Regions from separate parts of the Zea mays genome. Here region 1 is linked to region 2. Evidence: chromatin contacts called from public Hi-C data. All regions are on one chromosome and are shown on one strand. The core of a region is the stretch at or near the end of the contact, and the rest is flanking DNA. Distances in the headings are between cores, read along the strand shown. Region 1 holds the start of LOC100383458. Region 2 holds the start of LOC103632677 (ATP synthase subunit gamma, mitochondrial).

Region 1 (5,328 bases), core at 1,987-4,486, 280 kb before region 2:
CTATGTTATGGTACAGTTGCATATTGTAATGGAATAGAATATGTGAGAGAGTTCATGGCAATATGGCATGCATATTACTACCCTCACGTGTATTTGTGGCTTTCAAATGCTGTTGACCTGCCTGTTCCCTTACCATGGCTGCAGCCTTGTTTATATAGGAGTTAAAACTCTTACATAGGCAAGCAATGTGATGAACGATGCTTGTTGTCTAGCATTTTAAACCAAATGCAGTTGAAGAATTCAGTGTCTCATAACGAGAGGCCTGGGATTTTTTCTTCTTCTCGAATGCACATAGAACTGCTGATCATTGCATTAGAGGGATAGAAAATATTTACAAGACAACACACTGCAATAGCTCAAATTATGAAGTGGGATCTGTATTTGTAATGGACAATAATTAATTTTACTGTATCATATAATATGATACTCTCCGTTCTTTTTTTATTTGTCGTGGTTTAGTTCAAAAATGAACTAACAGACGACAAATATTCGAGAACGGAGGTAGTATTATGATACGAACTGCTGATACAGTGAACTGTAGAGACGTATTTGTGCCTTTTTCTTTTGCCCTTCATCAAATTCCTCTAGGATGGTCACATACTTTCTTTAAATTCTAGCACATGGAAAACTATCCTTAAAATCTTGACTATCTGCTGCATTGATTTTAGTGTCTCTGTGTGTGTTTTTCCTTGAATATGCATATGTGCCATAGTTTGTTCTATATTCTATAGTAGCTACTCATGAATTTTTTTTAAGCTTTAGTAATTGTATTTTGCATGTTGCAGATGTCTAATCTCTCACACACCTCAAAGGAAGATACTTCACCTGAGGGTTCAGGTACTACCGAGAGAACTGGAGCCTGGAGTAACATGTTGAACACTCTTATGCAGCAAGCCTCAATCTATGGTGTGGCTGCTGGGTATTGTTTATCAGCGTCGCTGCTCTCGATCATCAACAAATGGGCAATCATGAAATTTCCATATCCTGGAGCCCTGACAGCTCTGCAGTATTTCACTAGTGTTGCTGGAGTTCTCCTATGCGGACAGCTCAAGCTCATTGAGCATGACGGCCTTAATTTGAGGACAATGTGGAAGTTCTTACCTGCTGCTGTGATGTTCTATATCTCCATCTTCACAAACAGTGAACTCCTGCTTCACGCCAACGTGGATACTTTCATTGTGTTCCGCTCTGCTGTGCCTATATTTGTCGCGATAGGAGAGACGTTGTATCTCCATCAGCCATGGCCATCACTCAAGACATGGCTTTCACTCTCCACAATACTTGGTGGAAGTGTGATCTATGTTTTCACAGACAACCAATTCACTGTGACTGCTTACACCTGGGCAGTGGCCTACCTAGCAAGCATGTCCATTGATTTCGTGTACATCAAGCATGTTGTAATGACCATTGGGCTGAACACATGGGGCCTTGTGCTATACAACAACCTTGAGGCTTTGATGCTATTCCCACTCGAGCTTCTAGTAATGGGAGAATTTGATCAGATGAAGGTCGACAGCTCCAAAGTGTCAAACTGGCTTTCATTTGATGTGGTCCTCCCTGTTGCTCTCTCATGCCTGTTTGGACTATCAATATCCTTCTTCGGATTCTCCTGCAGACGAGCTATTTCTGCTACTGGGTTCACAGTGCTTGGCATAGTGAACAAGCTCCTAACTGTTGTGATTAATTTGCTTATCTGGGACAAGCATGCCTCTTTTGTGGGTACCATTGGGCTCTTGATATGCATGTCAGGTGGTGTGCTCTATCAGCAATCCACCACGAAACCGAAGGCACCCAAGGTTGAGCCGAAGGAAGAGAACGACGAGGAGCAGCAGAAATTGCTGCAGATGCAGGGAGTTCAAGAGAGTTCATAAACCTTACAAAGAAAGTACAACTACAAAGAAGCATATGGCTAGTACTCGGAAAGAGGACAGCCTCACCTGAGCGTTTTTGTATTGACTAGTACTTGGGAAGAAGCATATGGATGAATGTAGTCATGAACTAGGAGCTACAAAATCCCATGTTTTAGATATTAGAAGTCATGGAGGGGACCTAATTATCACTGTGCAATTCTTTATTACTATACTACCACTTCCATTTGTAACGCAAAATTGTTATGATAGGATGGCAAATATACCTGCATTGAATACTTCCTATACGAAAGCATCTATCTCATACAGTTCGGTGACGGTGATACTATGATCTATGTTTAGTCATTTCTCTGCTGGAGTTTCCCTATTTGTTCTGTACCTTATTGTTGGTGATGAAGCCATTGGTTCTTTTGCTGAAAAGAAAGTTTTGTAATCATCGATGTTGGTGCATAAGGGCAGCTCCATTGTGCTTTCTAAGCCGGTGCAAAGAGCACAGTTTTTTTATTTGTTTGGGCTGCAAGGAGTTTACACATTGGAGACCTTTTATGTTTCTAACAAAGCACACGTTGACGTGACAATTTTGTAGTACCTTGTTATGAGAAAATCCTGTAACTCTGCAATTTTGTACCTTGTCAAATATGATGCTATTGAAGTAACTTTGCTTGCTCTTGGCGTATGCATTGCAATTTTACTGTGCTCCCGGGCAAATTTTTTACTGTGCTGAAAATCTGAAAGCGAAGCCGTTCAAGTAGCTTTGCTTGGGCACTTGGCAACGTATCCCATCAGGACAATTAAAATAACGACCGCATTAAAATGATAATAGTAGAGTTGGCTGTTGTGCAAATACTACTTTGAAGTCCCCGCAAGAAGAAATATTGATGAAGTCTTCGAATAGAAGAACCAGGGTTCGTAAAAAATGCAAGTGTAGTGTAGGCACAACTGTCTTTGCGGTAAGGAATGTCAGAATCGGTTTGATTCTCTTTTCTAAAGTTTAAACCTCTAAATTTTTTAAAGTACTTTAATAGAGTGTTCGGAACTGCTTAACCTCATAATTTGTATCGCCGTCATTGCGGCCTTTATTCATTCCCAACTTCCGTCCGATCCATTTGCGGCCGAGATTCTCCCAAGATGTGGTTTCTATTCTATCGCCGTCATTGCGCTCTCCTCCCGTTGTAAACCCAAAGACCTTCGTCGCACGGACCCGTCCTTGCTAATTGCTCACTCCATCGGCGCCGGGTCATCCTCGTGGCCCCGTGCCGCACCGCGAAACCAAAATCTCGCAATCCTAACCTACCCCAGCGACCTAGCGCCGTCGTCGCTCGACCTCCCCTCGCCGCGCCGGGCCCCCCAGAGGGTCTCAGGCCATAGCGAGGAGCCGGGGTTCCGCTCCGACCCGAATCCGAGCCTCCCCCAGGACGCAGCGGGTCTCGTTTCCGTACTCGTAGCAGGTAATCGCGGAGCTCTCCTCCTCCTCGTTCTTTGCTCTGTCAGTGGCGATGCTACTACTATTGGTTCGATCCCTGCTTAGGTTTGATCTAGGGTTTGGAGTTTTTGAGGTGATTTCATTATGCCAATCGCGTTATCGCGCGTAGTTTTGTTTTGGTTTTAATCGGGCGCTTACTGTTGACGAGGTCTGATTAAAATTTCAACTTTCCAGGAAGTTTCGCGCGAGGGATTGATTGTCGAGCTAGAGATGTACGGGCAGGGAGGGAGCTTCAATCCACACTATCGCCATGGCCCGCCTCCGCCCCAGCAGCAAGCTGGGGTAACTGGGTCCTTCCCCCAGCAACCTGTGCCACCGCCTCGGCCACCTTACCCACAGCACCCTGGAGTGCGGCCTCCGGCTGGGCCGTACCAGCATGGCGTGCTGCCACATCAGAACCAGCCATACCCCTTTGCGCAGCATGGTCGGATGCACCAGATGCCAATGCTTCCGCCACAGCAGAGAGGTTATGGGTCGATGCCAATGCCAGGGTCGCTGCCTCCGCAACAAGCTATGCATCAGGCCCCTCCACAGTATCCGCCCCTCCCTCCACCTCCACCTCGGCCGCCTGGCTTTGTTCATGATAATGTGCTGCCTCCATCTCTGCCTCCTCCTCCTCCTCCTTCTCCACCACCACCACCACCACCACCACCACCAGAAGCAGCAGCAGCAGCATCATATTCTCCTCCTCACACACTTGTTGTTGCACAGTCATGCGGCGCAGAGGCAGAAGCAAAAGAAGGTGCATCTGAAGGTGGTCGTTTTGCCAAAACTCTGGAAGCAGCTACTCAGCTAATTGTTTCTGATGACTCAGATATGGACATGGATGGTTAGCACTCCCCTTTCCCTCCCCTATCTCAGTACAGTGATACTATTACTCTGTTTGAAACTTGCACATTATTTACACTGCTGCATTTGGTGTCACAGCAATGTCATCTGATAGTCCATACGGTGAAAAACATCACTGTGCATGAATGTTGTACCTGACTTTGGCATTTTAGATTATTTTTCACTTCGACATGTTTCTAAACATTGACTTTGTAATGCAATTTCCAGGGGATGAGGACTCTCCATCAAAGCAGCCCCTTACCCCAGAAACTTCTTTGCCTGTGACTGTTGAATGTACTGGAAATGTTAATGTGTCAAAGTTCAGTGATGTTTCAACTGAGGACAATGCTAAAACTGCGGATGCAACTGAGGACAATGCTAAAACTGCGCATGCAACTGAGGACGGTGGGAGCACATTCCAACTGATACAAGGTTATGGCTCCGATGACAGTGCAAATGAGGCTGATGCTGGTCCTGGCAGTGCTAATACCCTTGTGACATTGCCTGAAGATAACCTGCATGGTCATTTAAGTGATAGTAATACTGAGTTTGATTATCAGAAACATGTTAATGCAAAAGGAAATGTGAATACCCCTCATGGCACTGAGCAAAATGGTAAGGCTGAAAATTATCATCTCAAGGTTGAGAGCAACCCAGTGAAGCATGGCACAGATGTACTTGGGCATCTGGCCAAAGAAGATACAAGTGGCAGTGAAATTGAGGGAGGTCAAAGTAGTAAAAGGCATGGGAGGATACAAAAGAAACGAACCCGGAGCATCTCACCTCAGGGTAGAAGTGGTAGTCCAGTGGGGGCAAACAAGAGCAGTCCATCCCAAAGGTATGGTGCCTCTGCCTTGTACCTACCTTGAATTTTAAATAGATGCATCAGTTCATCTGTGTAATTGTATTTCCGTATTTTAGATTTGTTATAAGTTATGGCATCCGATATGTATATCTTGTTTCCTTTGGAAGTCTAAAAGTATTAAATTTCTTTCAGTTCTTCACCTGGAAAGCAGAGCAGGCCACCATTTGCTAAGCGTCTCCATTCTGCTGATGATGGTAATGATTCAGAAGGTAGAGTTGTTCAGCAAGAGGGCCTGTCATTGACATCAAAATTGGATAGTTCTTCTAATGATTTAATTGGTAAAG
Region 2 (5,303 bases), core at 2,458-4,957:
CTTATGACGTCTCCTCTTTCAGTGTCTAACACTTCGTTCTCGCAAACTTGGCTTGTTTACCCCTATGGGCATGCACCTAAAAACGAAAGACCACCACCACAAGCTTATGTTGAGAGACAACACACTCCCCATGAATCACCTTGTAATCCAAGCATGCTCATTTATCCTCTCTTGTGAGTACAAAGTCAATCTGACTAGAGTGTTGGCCACTACTATAGGTCACTCTTCCTAAAGAAACTAATGGCTATCAACACGCCAAAAGCTACCACAAAGTCCAAGATTTCCTCTCCCTCCTGATTCCTACTATTGTACCGAAAACCTCCATGAACTACTTCAAAACATGCACTTGTACCTACATGCCCATTGAGATCTTCTATGAAAAGCTTTTCAGTAATAGGTATAGCTCTAACCATGTCATCTAAGTCTTCCCAGAAAACTCTCTTAGCACTCTCATAGTGACCTACTTGGGGGCATACCCGTTAATTATGTTCAAGACCAAATCACCCATGACAAGCTTGACTAAGATAATCCTATCTTGTCTTTTCACATCCACCATACCATTCCTGAGGCTCTTAATCAAACCTCATACTCCATTTCTATTTGTCGTTGTCCCTATGTACCAAAGCGTGAAGCATGCATTGTCCACCTTCTTCGCCTTCTTATCATTCCGTTTAATCTCTTGGACGCATAAGATATTTGCACACCTCTTAATTGTTGTCCTAAATTTCATTGCAAAAACAATATATTCCCGACATCTATGGAAGCTAGAGTTAGAATCCAACGACATGCTAAGGCCATGTTTGGGACTGCTCTAGATCCAGAAAATTAGGTGAAGTTGGTGGAGCAAGTCATGAGGTGCTCCAGAAAATCGTGGAGCTGAATTTGTGAACCTTTATAAGACATTTAGATAAGTCATTTTGTTTCTTATTTAGATTAACAATATTTTTTAAAACTATTTAAATCTATATTATAAACTACAAGTCCACGCTAAAGCTAGAACTTGGAGCAGTCCCGAACACCCCCTAAAACTTGTTTTCACAATTCAAGTACCACACCAAAAAAGATTGGGAGCATACAAGTGTTCAGCTTTTCATGGCATTAGTGTATTATATACTCAATAGTTTGATGTCACAAAGGCTCAGCTGCTTTGCAAAGAGGATAAATATTTTTATACTCTGATACTTGAAATATGAGGAACATACAAACAAAGTACAACGAAAACCAAGCAATTCACAGCTCTTTTACTTGAGCAATAGCAAACAAAAATAGGTAAGGAACCGTCAGCAGCTGAACCAGTCATCCATAAGTTGTCTGGTCATTTGTGGTCATGATTGTAACGGCAGACAATTTCATTTGGGCCTAGAAGAGTCCAGAATAGCACAAAGTTAACCAGTAACTTTACAAGACATCCTTTTCTGTGCATCCAGATTAGTCTTGCAAATTATTCGAGGAGTTCTATAGCCCAGAGAACAAACACCACAGCATGATTCTATGTAAAACAATCAGGCATCGAGAAAATAACAGATGCAAATCAATCTTTAACTAAAACAGATGCAAATCTTGATCTGGAGAAACTAATAATAACAGACCTGTGTATAGTTGATAGGGTTCTTCTGTAGTTCACTTGCGGTCATTTCAATGCTGTTCTTCGAGTCACGCAACAGCTGAACTTTGCCTTTTTCTCCTAATATAACATACTTGCTTTCTTTTTCTGGACCTGGAAGCAAGATGATAAGCATTACATTCCCAAACTTAGAACAATATACAAAAATTATATTCATGTCAACCAAGTGAATAAACTACCAGATGTCAGTTTGTGAAGGGCCCTGCTAACTTTCACCGAGGTTGAATTGATACCACCACAGAGTCCCTTATCAGAGGTAATGGCCACAATCACATTCTTCTTGACGTCAACACCTGTCAAATCAAAGCAGAAAACTTGAAGATCAACATGAAAAACTTAAGTAAATTTCAAGCCTCTACAGAGTAATGCAACTGGAGATGACCAAAAGTTCGAAAGAATACTACGAGCCAAGGCCATCTGTGTCACACTCGCACTACATTTTTTCTTGAAGTGGAAATTTGCTCACGAGAAGAAATCTTCATCAAATAAACATGAAAAGGGTATACTAGCATATATGCTGATTTTGATGACCAGAAGTATCACGCAGTATCCTTTAGTTTCTAATAAAAGCATACAAAAACATGAAACTGGGTTCGAGTTACTTATGAGGCTACTGACATCGATATTTCACCTGATCCACTTAAAATATACTTCAAAGTACAAGTTGCATGAAAGATGACCCTTACAGGTAGGAAAAATTTGTTAAAGAAGCATAGCTTGAATATTCATGATACTACTAGTAAACCATAGAATGACCAAACTCAATTGAATAAATCTAACTTAAATCTTACAGTATGTTACTAAACATTATGGGTGGCAGATCAAACCATGCCAAAGAAGCATAACATCATAAGAACTATACATAGGACAGAACATATGAAAGTAACTAGACAGGAGCCCATCCAGTGGCTCTGGAAATATCACATATATACATACTAGGAGTGTCCCCAAGAAGGGCGGTGAACGGCTGCCACAAGCCGCGTGAATTTTCAGTCCTCGTCTGAACAGCCCGAAGCTTTGATGCTGCAACCATCTTCATAGCCTTTGTGATCTTCTGGATGTTTTTGATACTCTTCATCCGGTTCCTCACTGAAAATCATAACAGAAAAATACTAGTGATTAGGAACTTTTCCAATTAATACGAGTGAAGCAACCAGGCTGCAAGAACCCTTACCAACTTGAGTTGAAATAGAACGTGCACCAATTGGAGCCATCTCCCTGTTAATGTAGTGTGCAGTCTCAGTATATAAGGGGTAACCACCTCGGATTCAAAGACCAAGAAATATACTTAATTTTCTCTATCAACACTAGTACTATTGCACCAATGTAGTGTGTCTAGAGAGAGCATGCCTTATATTATGGGGCAAAAACAAAAATTGGTTACACCTTATATTATGGGATGGGGGAAGTATATGACCAAAAAGATGCAGAGTACAGAGCTGCTTGAGATTGTTAACATTCAACAAATAAAGACTTATAGAGATGTGTACAAATAAATACATTCCACACATAAGATTTCCAGTTCCTGAGTGCACCTGTGCACGTTAAACAAATGCACACACCGGCACTAAACCAAGGAAACTTATATCAGGGGAAAATAACGATAGGGTACATATGAAATGCGATGCCTTTGGTCTACATAAGAATCTTAGTTGCGAGCATGCACTGGTCACCTATAGACAAATCAAACGCGGGCATGCTGCTTCTAGAACGCCCCCGGGTGCACCAGACAAACTAAGCGCCACCCCCTCCCCGGGTCCCGAATCACACATCGAGAACGACAAAGATCTGAGAGGGAGAGGTCATAGCCTTACGGTTGCGACATGGCGGAGGATCGCGTCACCGCAGCGGAAGCGGCCGCCGAAGACGGGTTGGGGACGGTGGGGGCGAGGAGGAGGCGCCTCCCCTCGCGTCGCAGCGCCGCCATCGCCATCGCGTCGCCTGAGTTGTCTCTGAAACACAGGCTTGGTTTTCCCCTGTCGATTCCACTCCCACCTTCTCTCTCTTTCCCGTACGGACCGTGTTGTGGGAGTCGAGGAGAGAAATGGGTTGCAAATCCTGCAAACATATGGGCCAGGCACCGGCACCTTGATGTCTTCACCTTCTGGGCTTCTTATGGGCCTGAGTTCCACACTAGCAGTAGCAGGGTACACTTGCCATCTTTTCTATATGAGCATGCGCCTTTTTATTTCCTACCTCACACTCTGCTTAACTTTAATCACTGGAATTAAAGGGACATATTTGATTCGCTATCTAACTTACTATACTTTACTTAATTTTTATGACTAAAGTTAGTCTTCAATTCGGACGACTAACCGCAGATAAAGTGTGGCACGATTAGCCACGAACCAAACAGGGCCCAAAGCTTGGATAGAAAAATTAAGCATGTTGTGACGCATTAGGCAATAAAACAAGCATCCACATATCTCTACTTCTTAAAAAAATAGGTTTTGTGTATTTTCTATAGCGACGTGAAGTAATATCGTGTTCTCTACATCTGGTCGCTCCCTCCTCTCTGACACGTCTTCTTTTCCAGGCTCACTCGCAGCAACGTGCACGCACATCGTTTCGGTCAACATTCGCTTGCTTCATTGCCTCCTCTTATCTGCATTCGATGGGCAGTGATCGCAACTCCATCCCTGATCCATTCTGCAACCCCCACCACCACCACCATGTAGGGTTGGGCGTTCGGGTTACTCGAAAAATTTGGAGCAGGTGATTCAGATAATTAAAATTTCATATTCTAAGAATTGTTACCCGAAATTGTTGTGGATTTTACATTGCCAAAAAACGGGTTTGAGTTTAGGTATTCCCAAATTATATGAACTGTAGTTTTAGCTTCATAAAAATGCATACACCATACTAAATCACTATAACAACATAAGGTAAATAATGATATATTTGTATATAAAACACATAGGTAGTTTGCTAACACAAATTTCCAACTCAATATTGTCGTACATATTTACATGTAACTATAGATACACAAATTAGCAATTAAAAATGACATGAACCTTAGGAAATTCGGATATTTGAGGTACCAAAGGGTGGTACCCAAATTACTCGAAATATTTTCGAGTTTTACAAGTTGCCGCTCGAAATTCGTAAACAAAATTCAGGTCTCAAGTATTCCAGGTTTAAATATCGGGTTACAGGTTTTTTATCCAGTCATACCACCATGTCATATCGGCCTTACCTCCTCTTCGTTTCTCCCTTCCCTATCTCCTCCTCTCCGTTTCCGGGCCGCAATGGCTCACCACTCCGCCCCTCATCCAACTGTGCCCTTGTCATAATGCCCCCAATCTGGTCATGCCTTCACCACCATGCCACATATGTCATCGCTTCCTCCTTATTTCCCCTTCTCCTTCCTCACCCCCACATTCATTCGGTCTGAAGCCTCTATTAATTGTATAAGGTCGTGTTGCAACTGCCATCTACACAATAAACGTTAGATAGTACAAGAGATATAAAAGAGTAGCATGTGAACTGAACATGCATTTTGTAGTTTTTAAAGTTTACAAAACGATCAAAGATTTTTACAGGTCCAACATGAACTGAGTATGACTTGGTATTCGACTGGATACTTCTTAGGAAAAGAAGACAATCAATTCATAATACTTCACAAGGTAGGCAAAATTCTAATGAAGATTTGTATACATGCTATTGTCTCGCGTCTCAC

What was found. A called contact is a pair of places that touch in the nucleus more often than the background predicts.
Region 1: a Hi-C map of leaf shows a contact between it and region 2, with 5 times the contacts expected there. The contact joins the promoter of LOC100383458 here to the promoter of LOC103632677 in region 2. A contact is called at or near these places in 4 of 25 Hi-C or Micro-C datasets (ear, leaf and tassel).

The regions. Positions count from the first base shown.
Region 1 is chr1:26,371,645-26,376,972 of Zm-B73-REFERENCE-NAM-5.0, reverse strand. It overlaps LOC100383458, which reads left to right and starts at 3,236. Exons shown (of 7, transcript NM_001176106.1): 1 at 3,236-3,316; 2 at 3,526-4,180; 3 at 4,408-5,017; 4 at 5,177-5,328. The coding sequence starts at 3,562. It overlaps LOC100273068, which reads left to right. Exons shown (of 3, transcript NM_001147517.1): 3 at 786-2,152. The coding sequence starts at 786. The coding sequence ends at 1,871.
Region 2 is chr1:26,096,790-26,102,092 of Zm-B73-REFERENCE-NAM-5.0, reverse strand. LOC103632677 (ATP synthase subunit gamma, mitochondrial) reads right to left here and starts at 3,707. Exons shown (of 9, transcript XM_008654428.3): 1 at 3,439-3,707; 2 at 2,799-2,842; 3 at 2,561-2,713; 4 at 1,804-1,917; 5 at 1,590-1,717. The coding sequence starts at 3,692.